Linked DNA regions of Mus musculus: all the other regions are linked to region 1. The links are chromatin contacts, called in public ChIA-PET, HiCAR-type and HiChIP or PLAC-seq maps. All regions are on one chromosome and are shown on one strand. Each heading gives the region's core, a stretch centred on a gene start, on an enhancer-like site or on the middle of the called end of the contact. The rest is flanking DNA. Distances are from core to core; before and after follow the strand shown. Region 1 holds the start of Dmtf1 (cyclin D binding myb-like transcription factor 1). Region 2 overlaps Grm3 (glutamate receptor, metabotropic 3). Region 3 holds the start of Grm3 (glutamate receptor, metabotropic 3). Region 4 overlaps Slc25a40 (solute carrier family 25, member 40).

What was found. ChIA-PET counts read pairs in DNA pulled down with a chosen protein or histone mark. HiCAR-type assays count read pairs that join an accessible place to other places. HiChIP or PLAC-seq counts read pairs in DNA pulled down with a chosen protein or histone mark.
Region 2: an H3K27ac HiChIP or PLAC-seq map of epiblast stem cells shows a contact between it and region 1, with 2.5 times the contacts expected there. The contact joins the enhancer-like site here to the promoter of Dmtf1 in region 1. A contact is called at or near these places in 1 of 39 promoter capture datasets (hippocampal neurons), 1 of 484 Hi-C or Micro-C datasets (cerebral cortex) and 4 of 115 datasets of contacts at active chromatin or transcription factors (astrocytes, embryonic stem cells, epiblast stem cells and 1 more).
Region 3: a contact with region 1 is called in a HiCAR-type map of astrocytes, with 2.2 times the contacts expected there. The contact joins the promoter of Grm3 here to the promoter of Dmtf1 in region 1. A contact is called at or near these places in 3 of 39 promoter capture datasets (cranial neural crest, hippocampal neurons and stem cell-derived epiblast-like cells) and 3 of 115 datasets of contacts at active chromatin or transcription factors (astrocytes, embryonic forebrain and neural tube).
Region 4: a contact with region 1 is called in an RNA polymerase II ChIA-PET map of memory CD8 T cells, with 10 read pairs. The contact joins the enhancer-like site here to the promoter of Dmtf1 in region 1. A contact is called at or near these places in 10 of 39 promoter capture datasets (the 3T3-L1 cell line, the HPC-7 cell line, HPC-7-derived erythroid cells and 5 more), 3 of 115 datasets of contacts at active chromatin or transcription factors (bone marrow-derived macrophages, memory CD8 T cells and pro-B cells) and 2 of 9 other capture datasets (liver and macrophages).

What each region holds. Positions count from the first base shown.
Region 1 is chr5:9,157,782-9,165,574 of GRCm38.p6, reverse strand. Dmtf1 (cyclin D binding myb-like transcription factor 1) reads left to right here and starts at 3,799. Exons shown (of 18, transcript NM_011806.3): 1 at 3,799-3,961. It overlaps Gm46901 (predicted gene, 46901), which reads left to right and starts at 4,665. Exons shown (of 1, transcript NR_166570.1): 1 at 4,665-7,058.
Region 2 is chr5:9,687,675-9,695,392 of GRCm38.p6, reverse strand. All of the region lies in intron 1 of Grm3 (glutamate receptor, metabotropic 3), which reads left to right. Among named protein-coding and RNA genes, the nearest start is that of Grm3, 34 kb to the left of the region's middle. Within about 2 kb of position 4,267, at least 7 of the 459 cell types and tissues checked have an H3K27ac peak or open chromatin away from gene starts, as enhancers often do. A contact at or near this core is called in epiblast stem cells, where this site is marked.
Region 3 is chr5:9,721,611-9,729,012 of GRCm38.p6, reverse strand. Grm3 (glutamate receptor, metabotropic 3) reads left to right here and starts at 3,661. Exons shown (of 6, transcript NM_181850.2): 1 at 3,661-3,883.
Region 4 is chr5:8,450,709-8,458,178 of GRCm38.p6, reverse strand. It overlaps Slc25a40 (solute carrier family 25, member 40), which reads right to left. Exons shown (of 12, transcript NM_178766.5): 11 at 5,353-5,433; 12 at 3,340-4,987. The coding sequence ends at 4,881. Among named protein-coding and RNA genes, the nearest start is that of Slc25a40, 32 kb to the right of the region's middle. Within about 2 kb of position 1,423, at least 51 of the 459 cell types and tissues checked have an H3K27ac peak or open chromatin away from gene starts, as enhancers often do. A contact at or near this core is called in memory CD8 T cells and pro-B cells, where this site is marked.

The DNA of each region.
Region 1 (7,793 bases), core at 2,550-5,049:
CTCTTTATAGCTCTGGCTGTCCTATAGCTCACTCTGTAGACCAGGCTGGCCTCGAACTCAGAAATCCGCCTACCTCTGCCTTCCAAGTGCTGGGATTAAAGGCGTGCACCTCCACGCCCGGCTGAGGAGCAAGCGTCTTGTTCCTGGACTTTTCTGCGGTGGTCTAGTGATATGCCCAGCAGGGACTATGGCAGAGTCCAACCCTTTTCAGCCAGAGCTACACAGCGAAGGTTAGTAGCCTTCAATACATTGAGCATTGTTGTATTACCAAGTGTTGGGCAACAAAAGGTCTTTCCAGCAGCAAAGTACTGAAGGAAAAAGAAATTGGCTTAACTTCATCTCCATTGTTCCGGGAACAACAAATGGAAGCTTGACTTTGCCAAGACTTGAATTCCTTCGGGAATGACACTAATAAAAGACCAAGACCTCCGGATTGAATTGGATGTGAGGTGCTCTGTAGGCTGCACTTTTTTTTTTTTTTTCCTTTTTTGGCTTTGTAGTTTTCCTTTCTCAGTTAACATCTCACACTCTAACATTCCACGTTCCCCAGCAGTGCGGGGCCAACTCAAGTTTACAGTCCCGACTGAAAGTCACCCTGCTTCTAGCTTATCTGAACCCTGCGCCTCACTCCTATTTATTAAGCATCACACTACCAGGGAGATGAACTTTGAGCAAACTGTGCAATTGATAAAATATACTCTGTTCTTTACGTTCTTGCTATTGTATCATACATAATAGTATCACTTTTTCTACATCTTGGTCAAATAAATTTTTGCATATTAAAAAAAAAGAAACAAAAAGAACTAAATCTACAAGCCTTGCTAGATTTTCTGACTCAAGAGTTTTAGCCTCTGATCATACCCTTTTGCACAATCACACATTTGAATATGGCCTCCATAAACCCAGGGTAGGGTTCTGAATCGCTTCTGGATATCTTAAGATATATACACTTTCGGAATGTGACACATCTAAAGATGGCATGGAAGCTCTATACCCTGTCCTCCATACGTCTCCCTCCGTATCTTGTATGTCAGTAGAGTGCAAGCTTACCTAAGATTCTGTGGATAAGAATAAGCTGGAAGTCTGAAATTTAAGTGTGACTACTACTTTGGCTTAGTGAAGATATTTATAAATATATATATATATATATATATATATATATTAAGAGCAGTCAGTAATCTTAACCACTAAGCCATCTCTCCAGCTCCTGGCTATGTTTTGTTTTCATCATGAGGTGACACTTGCCAAAGTATATTTTTGAAATAGAGCAGGGTGAGTAGGCTACAATTTTGAGTGTACCCCTTGCTTGTGTGACCTGGACACACTCTACAACTGCATTTGGTTCCTGAGTAAAATGTTACTCACTTGTAGAACCTTCAATTAAGTATTTGATTACATGAGTTTAACACATATGAACAACACACAGGAACACAGAGAATGTTGACTTACATTATTCAAGTTCAGGGTTATTTAGCCCTTTCTTAGCATTTTTTAACAAAGACTTTTTTTAACATTCACAAAATTAAGCAGGAAGTAGAGAAAATTCCTACATACCTCACGGCTTCCCACACACACACACACAATCAAGAGTGGGCATTTGTTATAACGAATGAACCTATACTGACACACCATTAATACAGAAGATATAGTTTATGTTAGAGTTCATTCTATTTTATCTATCAGACCTGTGGGTTTTGCTGCAACTATAAAGGCATGCTATTTCAGCAGCACACAGAGCCCTTGATGCTATAGGAACCCCCGCACATTATTCATTTTCTCCACCCCTGGATGCACTAATTTTACTGTCTCCATAGCAATGCCCTTTACAGAATATCACCACTGGCAGATTGAATGAGAATGGCCCCTGCAGGCTAACATGTTTGAATGTCTGGTCTCTGGTTGGTGAAATTCTTTGGGAAGGATTAGGTGTGGCCTTGTTGGAAATGGCATGCCACTGGGTGCAGACTTTGAGCTTTCAGAAGCCTACACATACCCAAATGGCTCGGCAATTAAGAATGTAAGCTCTCAAGGACTGTTCAAGCCCCATTCCTACCTGCCTGCAGCCATGCTCCCCTCCGTCCGTGATGATTATAAACTCATCATTTAAAACTGTAAGCAAGCCCCAATTAAAACTTTCTTCTGTAAAATGCCTTCACCATGGTGTCTCTTCATAACAGTAGAAAAATAAGACAATCAGAATGGCATAGTCTTAGCATACATCAATTTTTGGATGATTTTTCTTTACTACGTAACATATATTTTAATTCTTCACTACTTTAGTGCCAAATAAAGTTCTGTTGAATAGATGTGCCTGCTTGTTTATTCATTCACCTCCTGGTTAGCCTCTTGGTTGGTTGCATGTTTTGGCAAATGTGAATAAAGCTGCTGTAAAAAACTTGTGATTCCAAATTGCATTGGCCATCAACTCCTATGAACCTTGCTTGATTTAAGAGTATGCCTGATACATCTAATTTCACTCCCCTGGGGGGAAAAAATGATTTTCCCTTTCCCCAGATCTACCATTTGCAAACAGCTTCTTGATTAGGAATGGGACTTTGTGTATCACTAGTAGTGAAAGGAAAGCAAAGTATAACGTGTATCTGCTGAATCATAAAAGCAACACCAATAGGAACCCCAATGCTCAGAATTGTGTATCTTAGAACTTTTGGGTTGGTTTGGTTTGGTTGAGATGTGTTCTATGTAGCCAACACTGCCTCAAAATCCAGTCTTCTTTCTGCCTCAACCTCTTCTCTGCTGAAATTAATAGGTTCGAACAATTGTGCCCAGCATGGGGCAAAAGGCAACTTTTTTGATGTTCTCATCATAGAGTCTGCACTTTTTGTAGCAGTGTTTATGGCAGAAAACCACATCTGACCAGTGTGCAGTTAAGTGACTGTAGAATGCCTATCCCTAAGTGGGTTTTTATAATGCAATCCTTACACCAAAGGTATAGGAGCGTTGCTGAAGATGGGGGGCAGAAAACTTGAAAGAGTCAGGGGAATGGGAAGACTTCTGTTTTAACACCCACCACTCAGCAGCTGTGGTCCCATGCATACCACCACTCCACTCCACATTCCAGCATGGATGGCGAACAAGGTTCCATCTCTGGCTAGGGAGCTACAAGCAGTCAAGACTGCTGAGGAAGAGTCAACTTCCTTCCTGAAGAGATCAGATTGTTTTCCCACGTCCAAGCGGGGCGCAGCCCTACACTGAAGTACATCTGGGCTACATGTGTGTACCCAGAAATACACCCCTACAATAGGACATGAATTTGAGTCGGGGGCATGTCAGGGAAAACACGGGGAGGAGTTGGAGTGGATAGGAAGGAGTAAATATGGTCAAAATGCATCTATTCATGTATGAACCTGATTCTTAAAGATTGGCATGGGAACAGGGCTTCTATTTTGTTCATCTCTAAGAATCCAGAAAATAGAGCTGCACTCGGCATAGCTACCAGCACTGAACTTTAAATGCATAAAGAACTGTAGTCTCCTAAAAGCGAGGTCACACTCACGGAGGTCACCTTTCACAAGAATTATAGAGACACACCGCTCCCTCTTCGCTTCGGAGATTGCGGAAACTAAAAGACAGATGGTGCAGACGCCTGCCAAGGGAAAGACCCTCCTTTACGTCTATCACCCGCCACAGCTCGACGGCGACCGTCCGACCCTATCGCTCGCTGAGAATGGCGCTCGATTCCGCAGCAACCCATCAGCTTGCCGACGCAGACGGAAGTGACGTCGGGGGTGGCGCGCGGGCCCGCCCCCCAGGAGAGGCGGGCCGCAGGGGGGGTGCTGGGAGGGCGGGGGCGGGGCGCGGCCTCGCGGCTCCGTTTCCGGTGGCTGGTTGCGCTCGCTCACCCCAGCTGCAGCCACTCTCTCCCGCGGCTGCTTCCTCCATCCTGGTATTTTTTGGAGCCTCCATCCTGGTTCTTCCAAAGTGCCCGGACCCAAAACAGGAAGTAAGTGCGATGGAACCTTCAGGTCCGGGCCTCCGCCGCAGCCGCTCCGCCCAGTGCGGCCGAGCCGGCCCCTTCGCGGGCCTTGGCTGTCGCCGGCTGGGTGCCGCGGGCGGGGTCGGAGTCCGGGCTTCGCTTAGCCGCCGCGGCAGGCCCCGCACGCCGCGCCCGCGGTCTCCGTCGCCGGCTCAAGCGGCCGCTGGCGGCTGGAACTCCCGAGCGATCCCTGGGGCGCAGCGGCGAGCCGGTGGGGGCGGAAAATGGCGGCGGGCTGGAGGAACTAAATGGCGCCGGGACCCCTGGGGGTGGGCCCGAGTCGCGGAGGACGGCGCCGGGGGCCCCGCGGGCGTGTGCGTGCTGGGCGGCGGAGCTGCCAGCCTGGCTTGGCTGGGGTGCACTGAGCCCCCTCGGCTGCGTGGGTGGGGTGGGCAGGGCAGTGGGGGCGGGGGTCGTCCCAAGCCCACCATTTCTCCTCGGCTCGTTTGGCCCGTGAGCCCCTCGCCGGTTGGACTCAGCGAAGGAAGTCATGGTTGCCAGTCGGACTTTCTCTTTAGAGACCGCGCGGGACGTGGCCTGGGGTGCGGGGAGAGTCCTGGCCCAGCCAACTAGTAATTGTCAGGATCGTGCGGAGCAGACCTTTAGCGTTTCAAAACCCTCTTTGGCCCTCTAGCAAGAACTTTTTTTTTTTTTTTTTTTTTTTTTTTTGAGAATCTCCCCGCAACCTTAACGAGTTTTACTCCGAAAGAAGTGGTCCAGTGCCATCCTGTGCTGTTCAGTGATACAGCATATGTTTTTATAGTTAAAGACTTCGGTGTAGCTAAAGAAAGAGTGATAGCCCGTGATTGCTTTTGTCAGCCCTTGTACCTCTTTCTGACAGCTAGACTTCCTTTGGGACAACCTCCAAAGAAAAATGCATTTCAGTACTGTTTGTGATGTGTTATGTCTTAAGCTAGATGTACTGACTTTTATTAATTAGAGCTATATTTTCGTGTTGTAAATAACTTTTGTGGCTTTTAGGCTGTAAATTAAGAAAGAAAAGACCTTTGATTATATTGAAAGTTTTACAAACATCAAAGGCTATTTTCCTTATAGATTTTCTATTTCTGGTACTGCAAATTTCTTTAGGCCAGTCTTAAATTTACCTTAATAATTCGAGTAATTTACTATAACATTTAAAACAACTATAATAACAAAATATTACTAGCTTTTTACTGTGGTAGAATAGTGATACAATTTTGTATATTTGGTTAAACTTAGACAAACTTAAAATCCATTTCAAAGATTGTTATGTTGAGTGTACCAGGTCAGTGAGAGACTAATGATATTCTCCACAGACGTGAAAAAACACTCCTATCTATATGAAGAATATTATTTATTATTTTATGCTTTTATCCCACTACTGTCTTTCCCTGGTGCTTTTGAGTACCATCAAGTAAGCTAACGTTTCTTCATTACTTTAGATTATGATAGTCTTACCCAAACTGTTGTTCAGGGGGATGATCTAGAAACCTGCCTGGTCCACTGACTCTTTCAGTTGAGGGAGACACCTGGTATTGTTACCATTTTCTTGTCATATCTGTATGTTTAGCAGTTTGGGGGATACATACAAAATACACTTTTTTCCAAGTATTCAGGTTTTAACTTTTCGAAGGAGGAAATCAGTTTTAGTCTTAAGGTTTGAGGTTGGAAATAGAGTGTATCTGGAAAATAGTTACTAGTGTCCTCTGGTTGGTCTTTTCTTCCTTTCTTTCTCTCTTTCAAGTTGTGCTTGCCTATATCATTCTGTGTCTGTCCCAAACAAAGGCCTTGCTTTGCATTTATTAAATAGCACAGAAAATGTTTGGGAAAGAACTAAACCATGTTATCAAACTATATCCATATTTAGCATTCAATATTTATAGTAAATATGTTTTATTTGGGGTTGCTTTCAACCTGTTGGTTGCTTTCAGCAATGATGATCAGAATATTCACAAATTATTCTGGGTCAGGACCATGGACAAATACATAATATGATTAAAATTATGCATTCAGCTTATGTTGGAATAGCTAATTCCAACATACGTGGGAAATCCACAGCATTATAAGGTTGGCTACATTTTTTTGGTATTTTTGTTGTTTTTAAAGATTCATTTATTGTTATATGTGAGTACACTGTAGCTGTCTTCAGACACACTAGAAGAAGTCATCGGATCTCGTTGAGGATGGTTGTGAGCCACCATGTTGCTGGGATTTGAACTCAGGACCTTTGGAAGAGCAGTCAGTGCTCTTACCCGCTGAGCCATCTCACCAGCCCGGTTGACTACATTGTTATCATAAAGGAGGATTAAACTTAAACAGGCTGAGCACACAGAAGGATAGTGGCTAAGTACATAGTATTAAATGTTCTTGAGCATGTTAGTAGCTTGGCTGAAAGAACTAGCAAAAGTTCAGTCTCTTCAAAGATGGAATATTGTCGTAAAACTCCACAGTTTTCATCTTAGTCTCTTGATTTGCAGTAGTTTATATTAGCATCGATGAGGATACATGCTTAATAAGAAACACGCAACCCAACTAAGTATGTACAGCCTGGCTGTAAACATTAGGTTAAGGCGAGAGCCAAGTGTTTTTGGAAAGTATTGAGGAACTGGGAGACTTTCTGTAAGTTTATATCTGTCAGTTGCAAACATACCAAGACTTTAGAAGAGCATCCAGATTAAGGAGGATTCTGTAGTGATCATCTTAGCCATCTCTCCACACAACCAACCTCCAGTGTTTGTAGAGACTATGCTAATGTTCTCTCAAGCCGGGAGTTCTCATTTTACTAATTGAGTACATTCTCTTCTTGCCATAACTCCTCTTGAAAGGATTAGTAATTTGTATGCTTAAATGAGACACAGTTTCAACTAAGGTGGTACATAAATAAACCTAGAGCCAAATGTTATCTCAGTGAAGTACAGAGACATGTGGAGTTTAATGCCTTTTGTATCATTTCTACATTTGTCTTGATGGTAATTTTGCTTTGTGCAGAGAATTCTTGTAATCAAAATTAATAAAAATTAGTTTGTTTGCTTTGATACCATAAGGGTAAATTGGTTCAACTTCAATAAAAGGAATCTATTTATTGTGTCTGCCTTTTTTCTAGTTTGTGGAAAGATAGCCCACTCCATAATTAAATTCCAGAAAGAAGTTGTCAAGAACAAGTATCGTGGCAGGTCCTATATACACTTTTTACGTCATACCTTTTAAAACACCATTTTTGGCTATACCAACAGTGAGGCCATTTTCTTCTAACAGCGGCATTTAATCTAACCCTTCCCTCACTGTAAGGTGTTTTATGTCAAAGAAATGTGTCTTATTAATGTGTTTTAGGTTTATTCATTGCCTAGTGTATTTTAGTATTTAGTATGGAAATGTGATTTCAATATGAACTAGTGGAAAGAACTTGGTGATAATTTGTATTTAAAAATCAGATTGTGTTTTACAAAAGTGCTGTTTTGAGAAGATATCTTAGAATATAATCAAACACTTAAGTTCTTATATCATTGTTAAGTAGATTAGATAGGCAATTCAATTTTATTATCAGGCCATGTATGAAGTTACATACTTTATTTAAAATCATCCACATTACCATGTAATTTGCTTTATTCAATTACAGCATCATTGATAATTAAATCAACACTTAAAGCAATTAAAGCATTACATTAAATTCCATTTAACAACCTATTGACACTTGATGATATGTTAGTATTGGCTTACCATCTTTCAATGGTAATTATGTACATACATAGTTCAATCTTTATCTTGATTTATAAATCTGCTTTTCAGACTTTCTCACAAAGTATACAGAAGGATTTCC
Region 2 (7,718 bases), core at 3,018-5,517, 530 kb before region 1:
ATGTATTGGCCATGATCTCCTCGTGGTCATGAGATCTCCATCCCCCTGGTGGAGCTTTATAAGCAATTCTCCATGCCACGTTTTGAAGGGCAGACACAATTCTGGATATGAGCAATCATGATCACACAGTACATGGAAACCACAGAACATGCAGATGACTAAGAAAGCTGTATTAGTTAATAAAGCAGAAGTATGGAAATATGGCTATAATAGAATATCTTCCAAAAACAAGATAAGAAAGAAAAGGTTTGTTTTAGCAGTTACAGGTGGGTAGAGACAATTGTGGGTGGGAAGATATGGCAACAGCCCATGGCAATGGAAAGCTGGCTGCTAATCACATCTTCATCTACACAGATGAAGGATACATAGAAAACTGCAGCCAGACTATAACATCTCAGTGCTCACCCCCACTGGTTATGTATTTGTACTTCCTCCAAAAGATTCCACAACTTTCCCAAACAGTGCTATTAATTGAGAAGCAACCGATCAAACCTATGAGTCTATAGGGGACATTCATTATTCAAACGACCATGTAGAGCATGACCATTTTGAAGGAAAATATTTCAGAGAGCTATCTTAACTGCAATAACATATTTTGTCTTGTCTATTTTAGCTACTGCCTTTATTTACAGTATCTCCAAAAGGATGGAGTAGAGTTAAGGCACAAAAATCATGGGAAAGTTGTAAAGAATACTTTTCAACAAAATAACCCACTTTAATATAAAACCAAGTCTCTGTGATTCAGTGTTAAAGGACACATTGAGAGTAAGACAACTAATGACATTGTCTTATCATTCTAAGATCTTTTTTACTCTAAACTTTCATTCTTTACTTTGTGTTTCCAGGTGTCTGTATTTGTCCATTTGGGCAGTCCAAGTCAGATAGTGCCTTCCACAATAAATAATACTTGGCAAAATACTTTCCTCAGTATCTTGTAATGGAATTTAGACAGGTGAAAGACTTTAATACATCAACAGCTACAAAACAATTGCAGAAGAATGATAACAATGACCACAAGAACTATGAAAATGAGAAGCCCAAAGTACTAGATTCATAGGACTGGCCTGTTTTCTGACATTGGCCTTTTCGGTTTCCTGTGCTCTGAGAAATTAGCTATACATCATATGTTATTATGATTTTATTTCTTGATTTGGTATCCATGTGTTTGTATATTTGTATCGACGCTCACCATTCCTGGCCCCACATATAGAGATAAGAAGACATTCTGCCGTGTGGTACTGGAGTTGAATGGAGGTCATCACACATCGCAGTAAAGGCCTTCACATGCTGAGCTATCTCGGTGGACCTTAGCTACACCTAAGGAACCAATAGCAAACACAATTTCACAGATCCTTTCTTTTGATCCTTCACAGTTCCGATATGACATCTTGTCTGTTTATGTATAATGATCCATTTCCTCGCCAGGTCAAGAGACAATGAGGAGCCCTATCCTTTACTAGGATCTCTTTCCAGTCAGCATCTCCTTCTCTTCCTATTCTTCTTTTTCTCCCTCTTCTTTCTTTTCCTTTTCCTCCTCCTTATTGACAAATTTTATAGGAGTATTTTATTTACATCATATTACATATTACATTCCAAACCCTTTACACTCAAACCTCTCCTGTGCCTTCCCCCTACCTCTTAAATTCAAAATGTTTCTTTAATCACAACAGTTGTAAACATACAGATCAAATCTACTAATTCCATTCAGTGTTGCTCTTATGTACATGCATTAAGAGCTGCCCAATAAGGATTAGAGAACTTGTCAGGGGTTCATTCTGAAATCCTATTCTCTCTCTGGCAGCTGGCATTGGTTACTTGTAGCTCTCCATCTATGGATGGGGTCTGATGTAATTTTTCCTGTCCATGTGGGCATCTTGTTGGATGTTATGCAAGTATTTAATAGGCAATTATATTGTTCCCAACTCACAGTCTAAATGCACAATATGACGTGGTGTTAAGCTAAACCTTAATGCATCAAATTAATATAATGTTCTATTAGGGTTTACAGAGAGAGAGAGAGAGAGAGAGAGAGAGAGAGAGAGAGAGAGAGAGAGCAGGGAGGAAAGAGAGAGAGAGAGAAAAGAGCAAAGAGAATAGGAGAATGAGAGGGCGAGAGAAAGAGAGTGGGGAGAGGGGAGGAGGAAACAGTGTGATTTTTCTTCTCCCAAAATTTCCAAATAGAGCTAACAAAGAAGCTCTAAGAGTATGGAAAGTTTATCTGCAAAATTTAGGAGAATGACAATTCAGAATATCAGTGGTCTCACCATACTGGCCTAGAGAACTGATCTAGCTATATTAACTCTAATATCTCACTATTTTCTAAGATTAAAAGACTTGGAATTTCATTTACATTTCCTTTTTTCTCTAGACCTTTCCTCTACTATGTCACATGAACAGAAATAGGAAGAATTAGACATTAATGTATCCTACCATGAATAAAGAATGAATATACTCTTTTTCTCAGTGTATCTACATTATTTATCAATGGGTTCATTTTTAATTTAGCATAGTTTTTGGTAACCAAGAGTGATGTGGGGTAGGGGATAATGACAATAGCAGGTGGCAAGCCAGAGCAAATGGAGTAATGGCCCAATGTCTGAGATATGCTTAAGGAAATACAATGTCCCTGGCACATTTTCCATGCTAGAATAATATGTTACCTGTGCATTTTCTGCCTTCAATCCTACACTTTGCCTCATATTTAAAGCACTACAGAAACACTGAAAAAGAATAACTAAGTGTTGAACTAGCCCTGCATTTCAAAGAAATAACAACCCACTTAAAAGTAGAAATCCAGGTTACTTTCCAGAAGGAGGGAGTTTCTGTGATGAGTAGGTGGTGTGTAACTTGCAGCCCTGCATCAGAAGTGAAAAATCACAGGTACTAAGAAAGCAAACAAGAAGACACAGCAGAGATGCTGCCTGAAGCTTATTCCCAGAGGTGTCGAGCCCATAATTCTGCACTTATTGATGCTAGCTTGGGAGTCCAGTGTTTTTATATACTGGATTTTAAAATAGCCAAACAGTATTTAAACAGCTCTCACTTTTAAGTTATACATTATCAAAACAGAGAGTAACACTATCAGGTAGACACATTGTATACAAATCATAAACAGTGTAATCCAGTTATTTTTGCATTTTGTCTATCACAGATGATCACAAATAAAGTGAAAAACATCAAGAGAACAGTATCGGGTGTCACAAAATATTACAGGAGCAAAATATTGTGCCTGTCATAATTTGATACATATATTAGCACATCTTTTTCAGTGGCTGTCATCACCATACTCAACCCACCATTTGTAATGATCCAAGTCTGTGTATCCAACAAAAGAAAAGGAATTATGGAGAAAGTGATAAGCATAAAACTCCAGTTAGTTCACACTGCCCTTCCCCTGCAGTTTAGACGATGCTTTGGATTACATGAGTGGTGTTGTATTATGAAAAAAATTTGATGAAATTGTGTTAAAGATTTAGGAAATAAAAGCCATGTCACCATAGACGATTATAAAACAGTGTGCCTTCAGACTAAACCAAGATCAACTTTCTAGGAGTGAGCTCTTTATTCTGAGACTCTTCAGTTGCTTGTCAAGTGTTATTCATCCATTCATTCAGCCACTGTTGAGCCCTTGAAAACCATTAGAGAACGAGCTGTCCATTCAGAGAAAAAATGAGAATTAGAAATGACAGATAACTAAGAATATAAAAGATCGAGTTTAGTAAGAACAGTGATAGTGACATAAATTCCAAGCATCATCCCAGAAAATAAGAAAGATACATAATCCCAAGCAGAAAAAATGCAATGGAAATTTTAGAATGGGGGTTAAAACTTACTATTGAAGGTTATGTTGGCCAAATAAAGGAAGAAAATTGATATTCCAAATGAGGTGAAGAGTTGGTATGTCAAAGGACAGAGGAACACAATTCTGTATGGATATAGTGTTGGTTTGAAACAGGCCAACATCAAATGGTAAAATGAGAGAGCTTGTCTTTATTTTCTAAACTAGAGGGTTTAGCTATTATCCTATAGGCACTGCAGATCCAAGAGAGTGAAAACAAACAAATCTCAAGCAATTGTCTTAGTTTGCTTTCTGTTGCTGTAATAAGAACCATGTCCAAAGACAACCTGAGGAGAAAATGATTTGTTTATTTGAGGAGGAAAGGGCTCACAGTCCATCACTGTGGAAAGTCAGGCAGGAACCTTAAGGCTGAAGCAGAAGCAGAGACCTTGAAGGAATGTGGGGATGTTTTTCAATTACTTGCTCCCATAGTAACTTCCATTTGCTTTCTTATACAAATCAGGACCACCTGCCCAGGGCAGGCACCGCCTACAGTGGGATGGGAACTCGCCCATTGATCATGAATCTAGAAAATGCTCCTATAGATTTCCCACATGCTGGTGTGATGGAGGCCTAGGATGTCATTGTCAATTGTGAGGAGACAAGAAAGAATGAAGAGACAGAAAGATAATGTAAGAGCTATCAAAGGAGAGGAGCCATTCAGACACAACTATTGTGTTGTAGGCAACATTTTTACATAGGAATCCCCTGTCAAGTAAGAGCCTGTGTTTGCAAGTTGGTCACTGAGAAAGCATGGCATATTTAATCATAGCATGAGATGAGAAGTGACAGATGCCTTTACATAGGAGCTTGGAGCAGAGAACAGCCATTTCCATTTCAAGCAGAAAAATAAGACCGCTGCAGTTGTTGTGTGAAAATGTGAGCACAGTTTGTAGCTTACACAGCAACCTTAAGTTCTTTCCTTCCTCCCTGCCCCAGAACTTTAATTATCACAGCTGGACATAATCTCTCCCTTTGAAGATCTAAATACTCCATCTCAATTTCGATATGTGCTGCAACCTTTTTTTTTTACTATTAGATTTATGTTTGTTTTCTTATCTTTCCTACCAGATTGTAAAGCTTATTGTAGTCCCTAACTCTAGGCTACTCTTACAGAGCCTGGCACTCCTTCCTCCACTTTCTGGACCAACAACCCATTACAGTGTTGCCTTGTCCTAGCAGTTAGACAGTCCTGGGCAGCCCACCTCACTCATTTGCACACCCTTTATATATCTGACAATACAAAGATTAGTAAAGCCCTCTAAATCAAAGTTTCTTCAGCTAAATAGGAATAATAATGTACTGTATAAAGAACATTGTGAATGTTAAACATGATCATGCTTATAAAACTGCTGAATACATTATTTAGATGATTTTAATAGTAATAGTGGGCTATCTTTAAAGAACACTGCAGGACAATGATTCTCTAGATAAAATGAACGAATGAATAAATAAACAATCAGAAGACAGTTTGATTTTATCACAGCCTTCAGAATACTTTATGATTCTTGGAGTTTTAGTTTTACACAGCTAATATTATTTCATACTCAGAGTTTCCCATTCTTTCTTCAAAATTCCTAGATATAATCACATTTTGTCCTTCATTTTCAGGAGTTTCCAAGGAATGGACTGACACTTTCGAGCAAAAGGTTAACTAGTATTAAAGTGGAAAATATGATGGTGCTTAACTTAGTGAATGAACTAACAGTAGCCCTATCCTTCAAGAATTCAAGTTAAACAACATTTCACAGAATGTTAGTCTTTCTATAGCAGAAAGACCTGAATGTGCTACCCTATAAATCCTACCTTTGCTAGTTCCTGGCTTCGTGACCTTTGTATAATTCATTACACTCTGCATCTCTGTTTTCTCATACTTTAAATGGTGATGCCAACCCCATTTCCACAGAGAAACAATGTGAGGTTCAGAAAGTAGAAAATGATTTTTTTAAGTGTGTTGCTATCATATGTTTTTCATAATTTAATCCATCTCGGTATCTCAGTTTGCTTATATTTGTAGCATGTCTTTTAGACTTAATTAGGGAAATCTGTAAAATAAAATAGAAAATGTCTTATGTATTGAATTATCTGAACTTTTCTTCAATCGTCAACTAGAGGAAACAAAAGAGTTAGTATAACATACATAACTTCCTCAAAATGTTAGCCTTAGGGAAAAATAATAAATACACAGCTTCCTTATAATTGTTCCATGTCACTATAGACCAGAACTTGGGGATCAATTTCCACCTGTGGAGATAAGGAGAAACCCAAAACAAGTCTTTTTATTATTACTATTATTATCATTATTATTATTAGGTATTTTCTTTTATACATTTCAAATGCTATCCCAAAAGTTCCCTATACCCTCCCCCGCCATGCTCCCCTACCCACCCACTCCCACTTCTTGGCCCTGGCATTCCCCTGTACTGGGGCATATAAAGTTTGCAATACCAAGGGGCTTCTCTTCCCAATGATGGCCGACTAGGCCATCTTCTGCTACATATGCAGCTAGAGACACAAGCTCCCGGGGTACTGGTTAGATCATATTGTTGTTCCTTCCACCTGTAGGGTTGCAGACCCCCTCAGCTCCTTGGGTGCTATCTCTAGCTTCTCCATTGGGGGCCCTGTGTTCCATCTTATAGATGACTGTGAGCATCCACTTCTGCACTTACCAGGCACTGGCATGGCCTCATATGAGACAGGTATACCAGGGTCCCTTCAGCACAATCTTGCCGGCATATGCAAAAGTGTCTGGGTTTGGTGGCTGATTATGGGATGGATCCCCGAGTGGGGTAGTCTCTGGATGGTCCATCCTTTCATCTTTGCTCCAAACCCTGTCTCGGCAACTCCTTTCATGGGTATTTTTTCCCCTATTCTAAGGAGGAACAAAGTATCCACCCATTGGCCTTCCCTCTTCTTGATTTTCTTCTGTTTTGCAAATTGTATCTTGGGTATTCTAAGTTTCTGGGCTAATATCCACTTATTAGTGAGTGCATATCTAATGACTTCATTTGTGATTGGGTTACCTCACTAAGGATGATATCCTCCAGATACATCCATTTGTCCAAGAATTTCATAAATTCATTATTTTTAATAGCTGAGTAGTACTCAATTGTGTAAACATACCACATTTTCTGTATCCATTCCTCTGTTGAGGGACATCTGGGTTCTTTCCAGCTTCCGGCTATTATAAATAAGGCTGCTATGAACATAGTGGAGCATGTGTCTTTATTACCAGTTGGGACATCTTCTGGATACATGCCCAGGAGAGGTATTGCTGGATCCTCCGGTAGTACTATGTCCAATTTTCTGAGGAACCGCCAGACTGATTTCCAGAGTGGTTGTACAAGCCTGCAATCCCACCAGCAATGGAGGAGTGTTCCTCTTTCTCCACATCCTTGCCAGCATCTGCTGTCACCTGAATATTTGATCTTAGCCATTCTGACTGGTGTGAGGTGGAATCTCAAGGTTGTTTTGATTTGCATTTCCCTGATGATTAAGGATGTTGAACATTTTTCAGGTGCTTCTTAGCCATTCGGTATTCCTCAGGTGAGAATTCTTTGCTTAGCTCTGTACCCCAGATGTCCTATAAAGATAAGACCAAGTCTCACCTTCTTTCCCTCTCCACTGCCTGTGTCATTTGCTTAAAATACAACACATTGTTAAAATAGCCTTTGTCTTCTCCATGTCATGTGGCTAAACAAGAATCACTAGATTTGCTTCTTGTTATCTTTTCTAAGCCTCAGTTTTCACATCTGCCAAAAGAAACTGTTTCGAAGACAGTTGTGGGATTAAATGGAGTGATGCAAATTAACAAATGAGAGCAGGCCTGGCAAGTAGTACAGGCCGAACTTGTGTGAAAGATAACAGCCATCCGACTTCA
Region 3 (7,402 bases), core at 2,412-4,911, 560 kb before region 1:
AGATAGTTGATAGATAATAATGATGATAGAAAGATAGATGATAGATAAATAGATAAGTGATAGATGATAGAAACAGTTGATAGATGATAGATAATAATGATGATAGATGGTAGATAGTCATTGATAGACAGATATAGATAGATAATGATGATAAATGGTAGATTATAGATAGATGATAGATAATAATGATGATAGGTAGATAGATAAATCGCCAGATTGTGATTGACAGGTAGATAGATGATGGATAAGTGATAGATAGATGATAGATAATAATAATAGATAGATGATAGATTGTGAGTGATAGATAAATGATGACATATAAATACATGATAGATCGATCGATCGATTGATAAATAGATAGAGATAGAGATGTAGATTAGATATTCACAGAACTGTTCTGTCAGTATTATCTTATGTAAAAAGTGTTCTACAAATAAAGGTGAGAGTCACAGACCAGATGAAACAAATGAATGAATGCTGAGGCAAGTGGTCAGGAGGATCAGACAGCCATTTGACAAACCAAACCTGATCATTTTGAGAACCAATATGACAATGAGAAATACAACTGACTGACAGACACAAACTAGAATTGTGCAGTATGAACTGGATACCTTATCACCACACATGATCAAAACTATACATCCCTGACTGGCCAGAGAAATCACAATAAAATTGTTGAGTTCGTTGGGATTTGGCATGGAGAAATGCTAGTAACAGAAAAGGACAAGAGGAAAGTCTGTAATTAAAAATCATAGGTCACCCACTTTCGGTATTGCTGGTAAAGATGGCATACTTAATGTACCATGTTTAAATAAAAAATATACAAGAAGGCAGCTCATTAACTGTCAAGAGTCATAGGAATAAATTCTTAAACATAACTAATCACCCAAAGAAATGCTCATAAATTAGTAAAGTTTAAACAACTTAGTAAAGAATATAACCTAGAGAGAATAGCTTACATGCTAAATATGAAAATGCTTCAGCAGAAGTACTTAAGGGTGGATAATAATTGATTTAAAATGAAGCCCAGTAGAATACTTGAGGAGAATGGGGGAAAATAAAAATGTACTTCTTAATCGCCATGTCTTCTAGTCAGGAGTTATTGTTCAGCTTTATCCCTGGGGGGTTTTAACTCTCAAAATGCACACACTCACTTATAAACAGAAAGGCAGAGCTATATTGTAGCCAGCCATCTTTTTAAATTGTTAAGCATTAAATTTCAAGACTATTTCGTTTTCAATCAAGTGTTCTATATGCTAACCAATCCTAATGTCATTGGTTAACTGCAAACCAGAGACTAATAGTAATAATTAGTATTTATAGACTATTAGAAAGAGCAAATTTTGACATAATTCTGAGAAAGGAGACATTTCTCCTGATTTATAGATTGTAGAACCCAGATGAAGTATTTTTTAAGTACAGTGTTAGAAGCAAATCAGTTAAGAAAGATGAAAAACTAAGAATTGAAATTCAAATAATGTGATCAACAAATGTCAGTCTCATCTTCACTTCTCTTTTCCTTTTTTCCCCTGGGTTTAGAATGATGGGGACCTGTCCCATAGAACCAAAATTGATACCAGATTGCTAGTTTGCCTCACTATGTCAACCTCTGTTCATTGTAAGCCCCAGTGTGATATGCAGCCTACAAAGAGGCTGCAGAGATGCAAGTCAGCCCAGACATCAGCACTTCCTTTTTGCAAGCACAACAGACTTTTCTTTTTTTAATGAGATGAAAGCATGGGATCTCTTCTACTCTTAATTTCAACTGATTATGATAATGTCTTACAAATGCATGGTGATAACTTCTGGAACATTCCTAAAGGGCCAGTATGGTTTCCTAACAATATGCACATATTTATCGTCTCCATTGTTCATGTCCTATATCCTTGATGGTCATGAGTCTATTGAGCAGAAATGGTTAAAAGTTGTCTCAGGAGTTTCTAGTAGGTTTGTGGGTGAATAGCGCATGTTAACTAATTATAATGAAACAAAAAGGGGAAATTACTTTTCCTTTCTTTCTGGCAATTCTATTAAAATGTTAAAATATGGGCATTGCAAACATTTCACTGTACACCAGCATTTTGTTTTTTAATATATCCCAAATTTTAGTGGCATGCACAATGAGCTATCTAAGCACGTGTGTCCTTTAAATATCAACATTCTTCTAAAAGCACCAGCGGTAAAGCATTTCTGTAGTTTACGTGTTCTGGCTGAGCTATGAGAGAAAATAGTTGCTAAACAACTTAGCATGAAATATTAAAGGATTTAGCATTTAAAGCCTTCTGTTTCATTGAGTCTAGCTTCGTATAACTCAGTCCTGGGTTAATATAAAGTTACTACACCAGGATGGAAAAATTAATGAAATTTCAGTTTTGAAACTGAGCACAACGCATTTCTAGTCACAGAATGATAAGCTGGGGTTTTTCCTTTAGGAAGCTATCTCTAGCTCCCGGTCTATTGAAGCTATTTCCGTGTGCTGTTTTTCTTTTTTTTTCTTTTTTTTTTTTCTTTGTGCCTACGTCACCGATTTGAGGCATTTATTTATTTAATTTTAAAAAGAAAGAAAAGGTTCTGTGAAGACCCTCTTAACAAAAAAGTAGGACTAGAGAAAGATTAATGTGAAACTGGAAAAGGTTAGCTCCAAGGGGTCAGTGTGGTTGCACCGGAGGATAAGAAAGAAGAGACTATCTAAGCACTTCCCTAGAATCTTTTTCCACCTAAGAAATTTGGGAGAATGCGAAAAAGCAGCAGCCCAGCATTCTTGAAGGGGCGTGGCTTCTCTCAAGGGGCTATCCAATCGAATTCCTTCAGAGGGAGCTATCCCGAGAAGATTGATGAGCGTTGCTAGGAAACAGGAGCGTCTCCCTCCCTGCTGACCCAGAGATTGTGCTGCACAAGCCTCCCCAGGGGTTCGCAATGTGCAGTTGAACCGCGTGTGGGGCAAAGCTGCGTATCGGCCTCCTGGGTTCACTCGCTCACACTGCTCCCTCTTTCGCCGTCTCCTCCAAGAGTAGTCAGCCTTTTACATAGGGACCACAGGAGAGTTCTTACTAGGAATGACTGTAGGTCCCTGCCCACCCGCGTGCCGTGAGCCTTAGCAGAGCTTCAAAGTTGGAGCCACCTCCCACTCTACCTCCCCACGCCCCTTCACGCCACTGCTCCGAAATTCACCAACCTTTGTATGCATTGCCTAAGGACTGCAAACCTTGGGGCAGAGAAGCTCTCAACCCCGCCAGGCTTTCTGTATTGTAACCTTTGGGTCTAGGTACAGTAGCTCACTGAAGACTCTGCAGCTACACCCCTATAAACGGAGGGAAGAAGGGGGAAGGGAAAGGAGGAGAAAGGAAAGGAGAAGAATGAGGAGGAGAGGATGTCAGAAGGTCCGTGCCTCTCTGCCTGAGTCCCAGTTAGATGCGACTGTTTCTGCCTGGCCAAGGTGAAGGAAAGTTGCTTGTGAGCCCAGGAAGTGGGTTTGGCTGCAAAGAGGAGGAGGGCGCCTGGGCTCTAAAGCTCCCCTCCCTTCTGCTGAAGACCACTGGGTCCCCTTCTTCCCAACCTCCTCCTGCTCTTCTCCTCTAGCCCTCCCTTTTCCCACTCCTCCTTGACTCGGAGGCCTGGATGCTGGGCCACCGGGCAGTGGTCCAGCGCGCAGCCGGGCGGGGGCGGGGGCAGGGGGCACTGTGACAGGAAGCTTCGCGCACAAGTTGGCCATTTCAGGGGCAAAATAAGTTCTCCCTTGGATTTAGAAAGGACAAAGGCAGCAAGCTCCCTCTTTTGTGTCGGATGAAGAGGACCAACCATGAGCCAGAGCTTGGGTGCAGGCTCACCGCTGCCGCTACCACCGCGGTCAGCTTCAGTTCCTGCCAGGAGTTGACCGTGCGAGGTAAGCAGCCCAGAAGGGGACCTGCCCCTCTGGAGGGTGCCCAGCCAGGGCGCAGGAGCTCGGGTGCCGCGTGGGGCAGGCAAAGCGAGGAAAGTTGAGGCAGAGCACGGACCAGTCCCTACATATCTATCTGCCAGGGGGTGGAAAACGTGGGTCATAGGAGCAATGTGGGTGTGAGTGAGAGAGTGAGTTTGTGTGTGCGCGCGCTACTGTCCCTTCAAGAAGGGGCCAATTTCAGAGCATAGATCTGCAGCCAGAGAAGGAGAGGTAGAGGGACTAATTAGAGAGACAGGTCTCATTCTCCAACCGCCTCCATCCAGCTTTGCGCTTGGGGGTTTTATAAGGCTTTGTGCACAGGAACCCTGTGATGTGTGGCTCACACACTGGTAGCTGCATGTGGGTGTGGAGGTTGTCAGGCAGGAGGATAGCGGTCAGCAGGACCCCCTGGTGCTGCCAGGATAAGCTCCGCAGCCAGGGGCAGACAGAGGTTCACCCACCAGCAAACGTGCTTGGAAATTAGCCCTAACTCGCTGCCCTTTGCTCTTTTTGACTTGAGCCAAAAAAGAAATTCAAGAACCAGACTCAAAGCATATCTACCCATTGATCCTGTTCCATTTTCTTATCTGGCAGTGAGATAACTCGGAGAGGGCGGGAGATCCGTGGTCCAAAAATAGACTAGGTTATATAGCCAATAAGCTGATTCTTTCGGAATTTCACTTGGATTTCCTTCTAGTTCCTCTATGAGGTAAGAAACATTTAAGGGTCTCTTAAAGGTATAATACATTCAGAGAGCTGGTTTAAGGGAGTGAACAGATGCTTTCAAAATATCTTAGAGTGCTGCAAATTCTGAAGACAAAACTCCACCTCTCTCAAAATGTATGGTCACCAATTCAACTAATTTACTTATAAAATAGTTCTACTCCTGTTTGAACAGTAATAGGTATGTTATAGATACATTGAATATATACATGCCCAATGTAATCACACAGTAGTACAAAGCAAGTTATGATTTTTATGAGTTTTAGTGTTAAGCACCTCAGCAGTTGGTTGCTTAAATTTCTTTGTTCCTGGCCCCCAGGACTGCTTGTTTAGCAACTTTGTTGGGGTTAGAGGTGGGGTTAACATCCATCCCTTTGGAAATATTCATTTAACTGTCTTCATATCTAAATTGGCTTTGATTTATCTGATCGCAGTTTGAGGTTGCTACTTGAACTCTGTTGTATATATAAATATTGGGTATCAGCATTAACCAAAATATCCAGATTCCCATTAGACTAGATGCCTGTGAATAACAATCCTACCAAAGATGTTGAGGGAACTCTGATTAGCTGTTAGTATTCTGCACTGCTATTTGTCTTTTCCCCCCTAAAATCAGCCCAATATAATTTGAGAATCTGAAAGTTAAAGTGTAGCAAACCTTAATAAAGTAGCATTTTTCACTTTGCAATAGCAGTGACTTACAGTTACAAGGGTTTCCCACACCTGTAGGTTTGGGTTGTCCACACCTTTGGGTTCTGGCTGCCCACAGAGATATGTTGAGTGGACTGGACATGCCTTGGGCTCTCCTGAGTTACAGTGGACATGCCATGGGCTCTCCTGAGTTACATGCTAAGTGATACTTTTGGTGCTTATGATACAAAATAGCACAGGAAAAAATTCTGAAATGTATTCTAGCACACATGAAACAAAGAAAACTGTATCTGCATTCCTGGGACTAAAACAATATGAGAAGAAAACTTTGTATTCTTAAATCCAACCCCACTCACACTCCAAAATGGTGAAAACATGTACTTCTGTGCACTATATCTTTTTTATAAAATGTGAAGCTTAATATATTAAAAAGAAAAAGTTTCTCAGTGCACAAAGGAAAAGGCTGCTTCACTACTTAACGTGCATAGGGCTTCTCAGTTACATGTCATCAGTAATCAAGAAAACATGTTTGGATGATGGTTGTATCTTCAAAGTGACAGTATGTGTATGTGGAGGAAATGTGAATCTTATTACTTATTTCAAGATTGCCTAACATTAGCAACACTTCTGTTATTTCATGCCATTGGAATTAAACTGGTTAAGTTGAAATGCAAAGATAGCACCAAAATGACTGATCTTTTTTTCTAAGTTATAACTAATATCTGTGTTGAATGAAAGATCCAGACCATCCAAAGGTCATCTGTTTCTCTTCTCTGCCTCATGACAGGTAATCAATCAGAAACACAGTTAGTCTTGGATTATCCAGTTTTGTAAGATACATAGCAATAATAGCATACAACTTTCTCAGGAATATGCTCATCTTTTTGAGCTTGAAATTCATTTTCAAATTAGTGATCCCTACTTCATGTCCATTCTTGTAAACATAAATCACAAAATGAGCCCTGGCTCTTTGCAGGGTTTGGCGAGTACCTAGCAAGGTGTGGCCTATCAGCCTAAGAATGAAGTATTTTGATTTGTTTTCTGTACTCAACATTATCTCAAGAACCCACTCAAAAAGGGGAAAAATATCTCATTTTTTGATTAAAAAGAGGAGGGAACTTCTTCAGTATAGAATACGGCCAGAGGTGCAGGGTGATAGTCTTCTTCTTCAGACCAGTTCCTCAAGGGTCTGCTGTTCACACACAGTGCTCTCTCTTTGCTGTTTTATGCTGAGTTGATTGTTCATTCTTTGGAAACTGTGCTAAATGTATCCAATCTACATTAGACAGATTTGCTGAAATTGCTTTCAAGAAGCAGAGTAAAATGAGAAAAGATTATTTATCCAGCCTAAGCACACAAAATGAGTACAATCATAGTAACAACGGAGACCACACAAACCATTAGTCATCCTCCTCCTGCCATCTCTGATGCTGCCTGGGTCCCTACAGCATTACTGTATTTTGGAGTGCATTAGTCCAGTGTATTTCTTAACAGGTCATGTGATGACTTCTTCCAGAGTTTTTGAAAAACTATTATGTAGTGTAATGGTTCTCTCTATTAAGAATTTTTTAATTCAGCTTATTTCATGACTCTAATTTATCTTATTGCTAACTCCTTATCATTTACTCCTCTGGGCTATTCCATCCTCTTGTATGATTTAAGATCCTCATCCAACATTTATACAGGTCATGTAAAATACATAATAACACAAGAAAACACGTGGGTGCCAGTTCTATATCCACCTCTTGCCTCAACAGTATATGTTTTAGGACATTTATGTGTTTGTGTGTGGCTATACGTCCTAATAATTTATCTGGTTCATGTAAGAGATGGGAAATTGTCTTCCTTGACATTAGTGGCCTATGTGACTATCCAGAAGATACTTTCTATGCAATGTTCTGGGTGGCTGCACATTTATGAGATATTTTCATTGCAAATTTGTTGCCAATAGAGCCCTGTCACCACCCACACTACAAGGGACTTTTGTGACATGCTGGTCTGATGCTCCAATGAGCCCCAAAAGCTGTTGTCATGTAAATCCCACTGCTGACATGAAAGTGATTTCCTTAATTAATAGAATGTGCTAAGAATGTAAAAGTGTAAGTTAGT
Region 4 (7,470 bases), core at 174-2,673, 710 kb after region 1:
CACCCCACACAATAATAGTGGGAGACTTCAACACCCCAACCTCATCAATGGACAGATCATGGAAACAGAAACTAAACAGAGGCACAGTGAAACTAATAGAGGTTATGAACCAAATGGATTTAACAGACATTTACAGAACATTTCACCCTAAAACAAAACAATATACCTCTTCTCAGCACCTCATGGTACCTTCTCCAAAACTGACCATATGATTGGGCACAAAACAGGCCTCAACCAATACAAGAAGACTGAAATAATCCCATGCATCCTATCAGACGATTACGAATTAAAGCTGGTCTTCAGTAAGAACCAAAACTACAGTAAGCCCACATACCCATGGAAACTGAACAACTCAAGTTGGTGATGCTTACCTCTGTAATTCCTGACCTCTTTCCTAGGTTTCCCATTTCCAGGGTTGTCTCCATTTGTGTTTTCTTTATTGTTTCCACTTCCACTTTTAGGTTTTGACTGCTTTATTCAATTCCTTCATCTGTTTGATTGTGTTTTCCTGTATTTCTTCCTTCCGTGGGGCCTTCCAACTGTGGGGTCTTAAGAGGGGTAGAGGAGCTAAGTATCCGTTGCCCTGGCTGCAGTAGATCTCCTGTGAGGCCTTTAGACTCTTTGGTTTTCAGAGGAGCAGTCAACTTGTTGCCCTGTGTGCAGATGTTCTCCAGGGAGGCCTATGGACTGTGGTTTCTGTTCCCCTGTGTACAGAACTCCAGGGAGGCTTTCAGACTGTTGGGTTACTTGCCCCAGTTGTCAGAACTGATTCTATCCTGTGTGGAACCTGGGGCTTGAACACAGGTTGTTATGCTTGGTGGCAAACATCTTTACCTATTGAGCTATCTTTCCAGATTTAAAATGTCTTAATAAATGTTGACAGATTAACAAATAAAAGCAACAGTCTCTAATTCTAAAATGGGAATTTTAGAATTCTAATTCTAATTTTGGAAAAATGTAAAAGTAATACAGTGAATAAAATTTTCATGTGTCCCTAAATTTATGCCCAAGAAAAGTAGAGAAAAAAAAATCATGTGTCATATGCAAGAACATTTTTGGGGAAAATTGAATTTTACTCCATTTTGTAAAAAGCCAGATATGTATTAGGTTAATGTGTATGTGGTTAAAGGTTTTAATACATTTCTTTAAAAACAGTATTTCAGTAATAAATTATGAGAACTTAACTTTTCTTTAACATTAAACCTTAAGTTTGTATCCTTTATAATAATCATCACTAGGATTGTCATTTTGCCCAAATCCCTAGAAAGAAGCAACTTGAGAGAAGTGTCCATTGTGGCTTATCCCCAGGAATGTAGCTTATCGTGGTGGCAGCAAGAGTGTGAAGCAGGCTGGTTACACTGCACTGCCAACCTAGAGAAAGAGTGCCAACCTGAAGCCCCACCCACAGTGACTCACTGTCTCCATCAAGGCTCTAGCTACTAAAGAACCCACAACTTCTAAAACAAGGCTACCAACTGTGGACTGAGTGTTTAAACATAGGCACGTATGAGGAACGTCTCACATTCAGGCAACAACCAACCACATGACAAAGAACGTGCATATACACTCTGCAAATCCCACGTGAATGCACCAAAAACCTAACAAGCATACAGGGTCAAAAGCTTAGTTTGTTACTATAATGTGATATCTGAGGATAGCCATTCAAGCCAACAATGGTTACATTAATTTAGAAGAGAAAAGTTTTGGAGAAAATTTAAAGAGTAATATTTATTTCAGAAACTAAATGTATTCAAATACTACTATAAAACAAAGTTATTTTCCAAATATTAATGCTAATGAGTTAAAAGTAGGGAAAATGTCATTTTTTAAAACAATTTCTTGTGTATGGGTGTTTTGCCTACACTCTTATGTATATAGACACGTATGTATATATACTACGTGTATGTAGTGCCTGTGGAAGCCCACTGGAACTGAAGCTACAGATAGTTGTGAAGTACCATGTGGTTGCTGGGAAAGGAACTCAGGTTCTCTGGAAGAGCAGTCAATGCTTGTAAGCTGAGCCAGATTTCCAGTCCCAATTTACACTTCTTATCCAGCTGCATGGCTTGCAATGTGTCACTAACAAAAATGTAGTTAACTTATTTTTGTCCTAATCACTTTTTTTTGGCAAGAATAGGGGACCTTTTCCCATATTAACAATAATACTATTTCAAATATGTTTCTATGCTCTGTTCCCTGCTCTTTTCTAACAATAAAAAAGAAATATAACAACTTAAGGGAAAGGTTAAGTTTAATAATGAACTTTCATGTATGTATTTCATAGCATTTTATAGTGATTGTATATGAAAGCCAGTGGTACTTCTAAGCAAGCACAACATATTTTAATTAAAAAAAAAAAAAGGAAAGGAAATCACTTTTGTGGTTTCTCTCTTCCTGTCAACTGTAATGCTAAGTGAAGGCCCCAAAGTAATTCTGATTGGAGAATAAAGATGCCAACAGCCAATAGCTGGGCAGAAGAGACACAGGTGGGCTTAGAGAGACCACAAGGAGAGAGCAGGAAGAAGGCACCAGGAATACAGGAAGAAGTATTGTGTGAAATGTTAAATGGTAATCCACACTATCACTGGCAAGGCACAGGAGGCCAGGCCAGGCCAGCCAGAGTTCTCCCACTAGGATGCTAAGTTCCCATGGTGGGATGTTGCCACCCATGGCCCACACTTCCCAATTCCCGTTGCTGGCTGGGGTGCCCTGTCGTCGTACTTTTCTCTGGATCCCAGTTGAGACTCCACTTGAAGAAAAACCACACAATCTTAGCTTAGGATCAACGGGTAACACAATGCTGGGCACAGAAACTATCTTCATAATTTTGTAAGCTACTTTAAGTTATATAAATTAAGTTATATATATTCTAACCTGATGTGTGTGTTTGTGTGTTCTGGGTACCTACATTGTGCCTCCAAGCTCTCTCTGGTCTAAAAGGAAGTCTTCTTTCTTCCTCTCCCCAACTGGGAAGTTCCACCTACTCCTCACCCAGTGATTGGCCCCTTGAAATCTTTATTCATTAGGGGAAGGTTCTGCCACAAAGAACATGCAGGATGGAGGCGAGCCACCATGGGCTAAGGGCCAAGAGAACATGGCCCAGAGGGCTGCCCCACTGGAGTTAGGAGTAACCCAGGGGGAACATAGTAAACAGTATGTGATAACTCAGGGTTATCAATAGGAAAGTAGATTCTAACAGCATGGAGGGTAGGCAGCTGCCCAGCTACTGTGCAGCTGTTATATGCCTAAGGCATATTAAAAGAATAAAGATTATGTGCATCTTTCATTGTATTTCATCTGACAACATAAACTGTCTAAGACAGAAAAGAAGGCCTGGGTCAGGATTTTAAAATTTTTACTACTACAAATCACAAATACACATCTGTATATATTAATATTTTAATGTAAACCAACACAGGATTGTAATGTAAAACAACATGGTACAATAAACCATGTATCATTTATTTCTGATGAAACATACAAACACTTTCCACTATGATACAAAATGCATTTGTTCACCTACCAACCCTAGAGATCATTGTCACCGAAATACATTAGGCAGGGAGGGTATACGTCATATTTCATAGAATACACATAAAACGTGATAAAGTGCTTTTTGCTTTATAGAGATAAGTAAATAATAATAAATAGCATTTCTTGCATTGGCATCTTACTTACTTTTAAATTATTTATCATCTGTGCCAGAGATCAGACTCCGAGTTACACATTCCAAAGCCACCGTTTTCTACCCCTGCATTCTCATCATACTTAAAATCTCATTCCTGAGCTCAGTGTGGGAAAGGGCACGTGCTGCTAAGCCTGACCACCTGAGTTCAAATCCCAAAGTCCACAAGGTGGAATGGGAGAACTAACTCTTCAAGGTTTCCTCTCACCTTCATGTATATGTAGACATATACAAAAAATAAACAAAGGTCATTTTTAAAAACCTCATTCCTACTTAAAGTGATAAATATATTCATGTGTATCATATACAATTAATACAAATAGCCTAAAGGCAATTTAAATGTTTCTATGTGCCTGCGTTCTGTATGCTGTCACCTGAGTGAAGGTGTGGGATTATAACAACATCATTTTGGGACATCAAATAGAGTTGAAATTTTTGGAGCATTTTATAATTTGGCCTTTTAGACTAGGGAATATTGATTGTAGTAGAAAAAGTTGTAGAACTGACCTAAAGACCTCTACAAACAATGACACTTGGAAGGCAAGCTAGTTACCAGCAGCCCATTCCTGCTTGTACATTTGCATCATGTAAATGATTATACTTTGGTTCACACAGATAAAGTGGCTGCACTTTTCATTAGGGACTTCTACACTACAGGCCACTACAGGCCACCTTAAATCAGTAACAGGAGTGAGGGAACACAATGTCCCTGAATTAAAGACGTTAACAGGCACCATCTGGGGAATGTGAACAATGCCACATGATAGCTCTTCCACTCTTTACTGAAATGCTGAGACTTATGATTGAAATTTGCGTGGAACTGCACTTAGCTCTCTACACTGCAGTGCTTAGTACACAATCCAAAAAGTTCTGATGTGCCCCACACTTATAGCATTAATTTAAAAGGAAGCCTGTAATGATATTTGCACTCAGAAAACTTGTCCTGTTAAGGAGCAACTTTCTTTGCAAGAGTACTAAGTGGCTGCAGTTTCTGGATTATGTTTTTAATATTTCAAAAAATTAAATAATTCAAATTATGATCTAGAGGTGGATGAGAAATTATTATTCATTTAAATTATAGGGAAACACATAAAGTCATACTGTAAGATAATAATGTTAAAAAACCATCTTGCCTACAAATTTTCATCTTATTTGGCTCTGGTTGTTATTTCATGTCAAATGTCCATCATAAGAATTACCGACTTTCAACATTTTGCTTCTGGAAGAACGACTTTCCTAATTCATATGAACTGATCATAATGGCACAAGCAGGAACAATTTTAACTAATCGAGGAATTAGACCTGAAAGAGAACGGGGAAAAAAAACAAAACAAAACACATTTTACCTTATTTTTTTAAATGTAGCATTTGGCTTCATAATGACCAAATTAAATGATTTGCAATACCAAATTCTGTATCATCAATAGGCAGCAAAGATTAGGTCAAACTGTTCACTCTCAACTTTATTTTATTTTATTTTTTTCACTCTCAACTTTAAATTCAAAATTTGTAAGTCTACTACTGAACATTTCTTTTAACTTATCACAATATTTAGGAGAAAATAATAAATATAAAATGTTACCTATCACATTTGCTGGAAGCTAATTGTAGAAGGAGATGAAAATGGATAATTGTGTTCAAAGACTCTGTAAAGGAAAGATTTTTACCTGTAAATAACCCAGAAAATCCTTTGTCAGCAACAATGTTCTTCATTATAGTCCAGGTTGACATATCCAAAGGTGCAGGAACTATGTTCAAAAAATGTTAAAAGAAAAAATAATACCATCATAAAACACAACTTAATAGATCCATTCTAGCTACTGTTCTATTTCTATGAAGAGACACCATGACCAAGGCAACTCTTATTTAAAAAGGCACCTAACTGGGGGCTTGCTTACAGTTTCCGAGACTTAGTTTATGGTGATGGCAGGGAGCAGACAGGCATGGAGCTGGAGTGGTAGCTGGGAGCTTCACATCCTGACCCTCGGGCAGCAGGCAGAGAAACACTGAGCCTGGCCGTGGTTCCTTAAACCTTAAAGCCCGCCCGCCCGCTATGACACACCTCCTCTAACAGGCCTCTTAAACCTTTCCAAATAGTTCCACAACTGGGATCAAGCATTCAAATATAGGAGTCTATAGAGACCATTTTCATTTAAACCCTCACAAAAGCATACATAAATAATATACTTCATTATAAGAAGGATCTGTTTATCTAGGAGTTATTTTCAATCTATCTATCTATATATATATTCTTGGTTTTTTGAGACAGGGTTTCTCTGTAGCCCTGGCTGTCCTGGAACTCACTTTGTAGATTAGGATGGCCTCGAACTCAGAAATCTGCCCGTCTCTGCCTCCCGAGTGCTGGGATTAAAGGCGTGCACCAGCAGGCCTGGCTCAATCTTTTTTTTTATGCTCAACTATGGACTGACTAGATAGCCTAGCCTGACCTGCTCTCTAGCTGAGGTTAACCTCAAGCTCAAACACTTCTAACTAGTCTTCCTGAGTGATGGGGTACAGCTGTAAGCCACTAGACTCAAGTTCAATTTTTAATGCCTGGGTTCCTTAAAAAGAAGGCAGCTCTACATGCAAATATGCACACATCTGTAAGGAAACAAGTAGGAACATACAAAAGAGCTGGCAGGCTCCTCATAAAAATCAGTGGTATTACAATTTGTACTTTCTTGCATGTGAAAAATATTTCACAATGAAAAATGGAAGATATAGAAACCCCAGCTATATATCTCTTCTAATCTAACACAAGTCCAGAAAACCATTTTCATTTCAATTTTATTATCCAAAGATTAACAGAAGAAAAAGAACATATGTAGTGGTCTGAATAGGTTAGGCCCTCATAGACTTGGCCAACAAGGAATAACACTATTAGGAGATGTGTCCTTGTTAGAAAAGTATGGCCTTGTGCTTTGAGGTCCTATGCTCCAACTCCAGCCAATGCAGAAGAGACCCTCCACTTAGCTGCCTGCAGAAGAGAATCTCTTTCTGCCTGCCTTGGGATATAGACAGGACATAGAACTCTCAGTTCCTTTTTCGGCACTGTGTCTGCCTGGATGCTACCACACCTTCTGCCATGATGATAATGGACTGAACTTCTCAAACTCTAAGCCAGCCGCAAGTGTGTGTGTGTGTGTGTGTGTGTGTGTGTGTGTGTGTGTTTCTGAGGACAGGTCATTCTCCCTCCCTGATGATGTTCGATGCCCTGCTTCATTCAAACCTTTCCAATTACACCTGTAATTACACCTTCAAATGATAGGCTATAGATACCATCTTAGTTCTTTCCATTCAAGAATAGGAGGGAGGCAAAATTGAAAAACTTTGCTAAAGAGGATGCCACTAAATTCACATATAAAGCCTATAAGAACTAACAGAATAAAACTATAATTACCTCCCAGGCTTTGTTAGTGCCTAATGTTAGAGGAAACTTGGTATTTAGTAGTAGGTCAAAGATAGTTATTCAGATTAATTTACAGAGATCTATAAAGAACATTTCTTTAACATTATAATGCTAATTTTATGCAAAAAAGAAAATCACAGGTTAGAAAGTTCATTTCCATTAAAATAAACTATCATAAAGCTTATACAAAACATTTTTACAATAGATAATTCCTTCAGTTTTGTGATACCATGGGTATTTTTTCCTTTTCTTCCTTTCTTTTCAAGAAGGGTCTCACCTAGTACATCCACTAGGAAGACTCTGAACTCATAGTCCTGCTCCTGCCTCCCAAATGCTGGGATTACAGGCATGCACAATAACAGCCAGGTTTGCTACA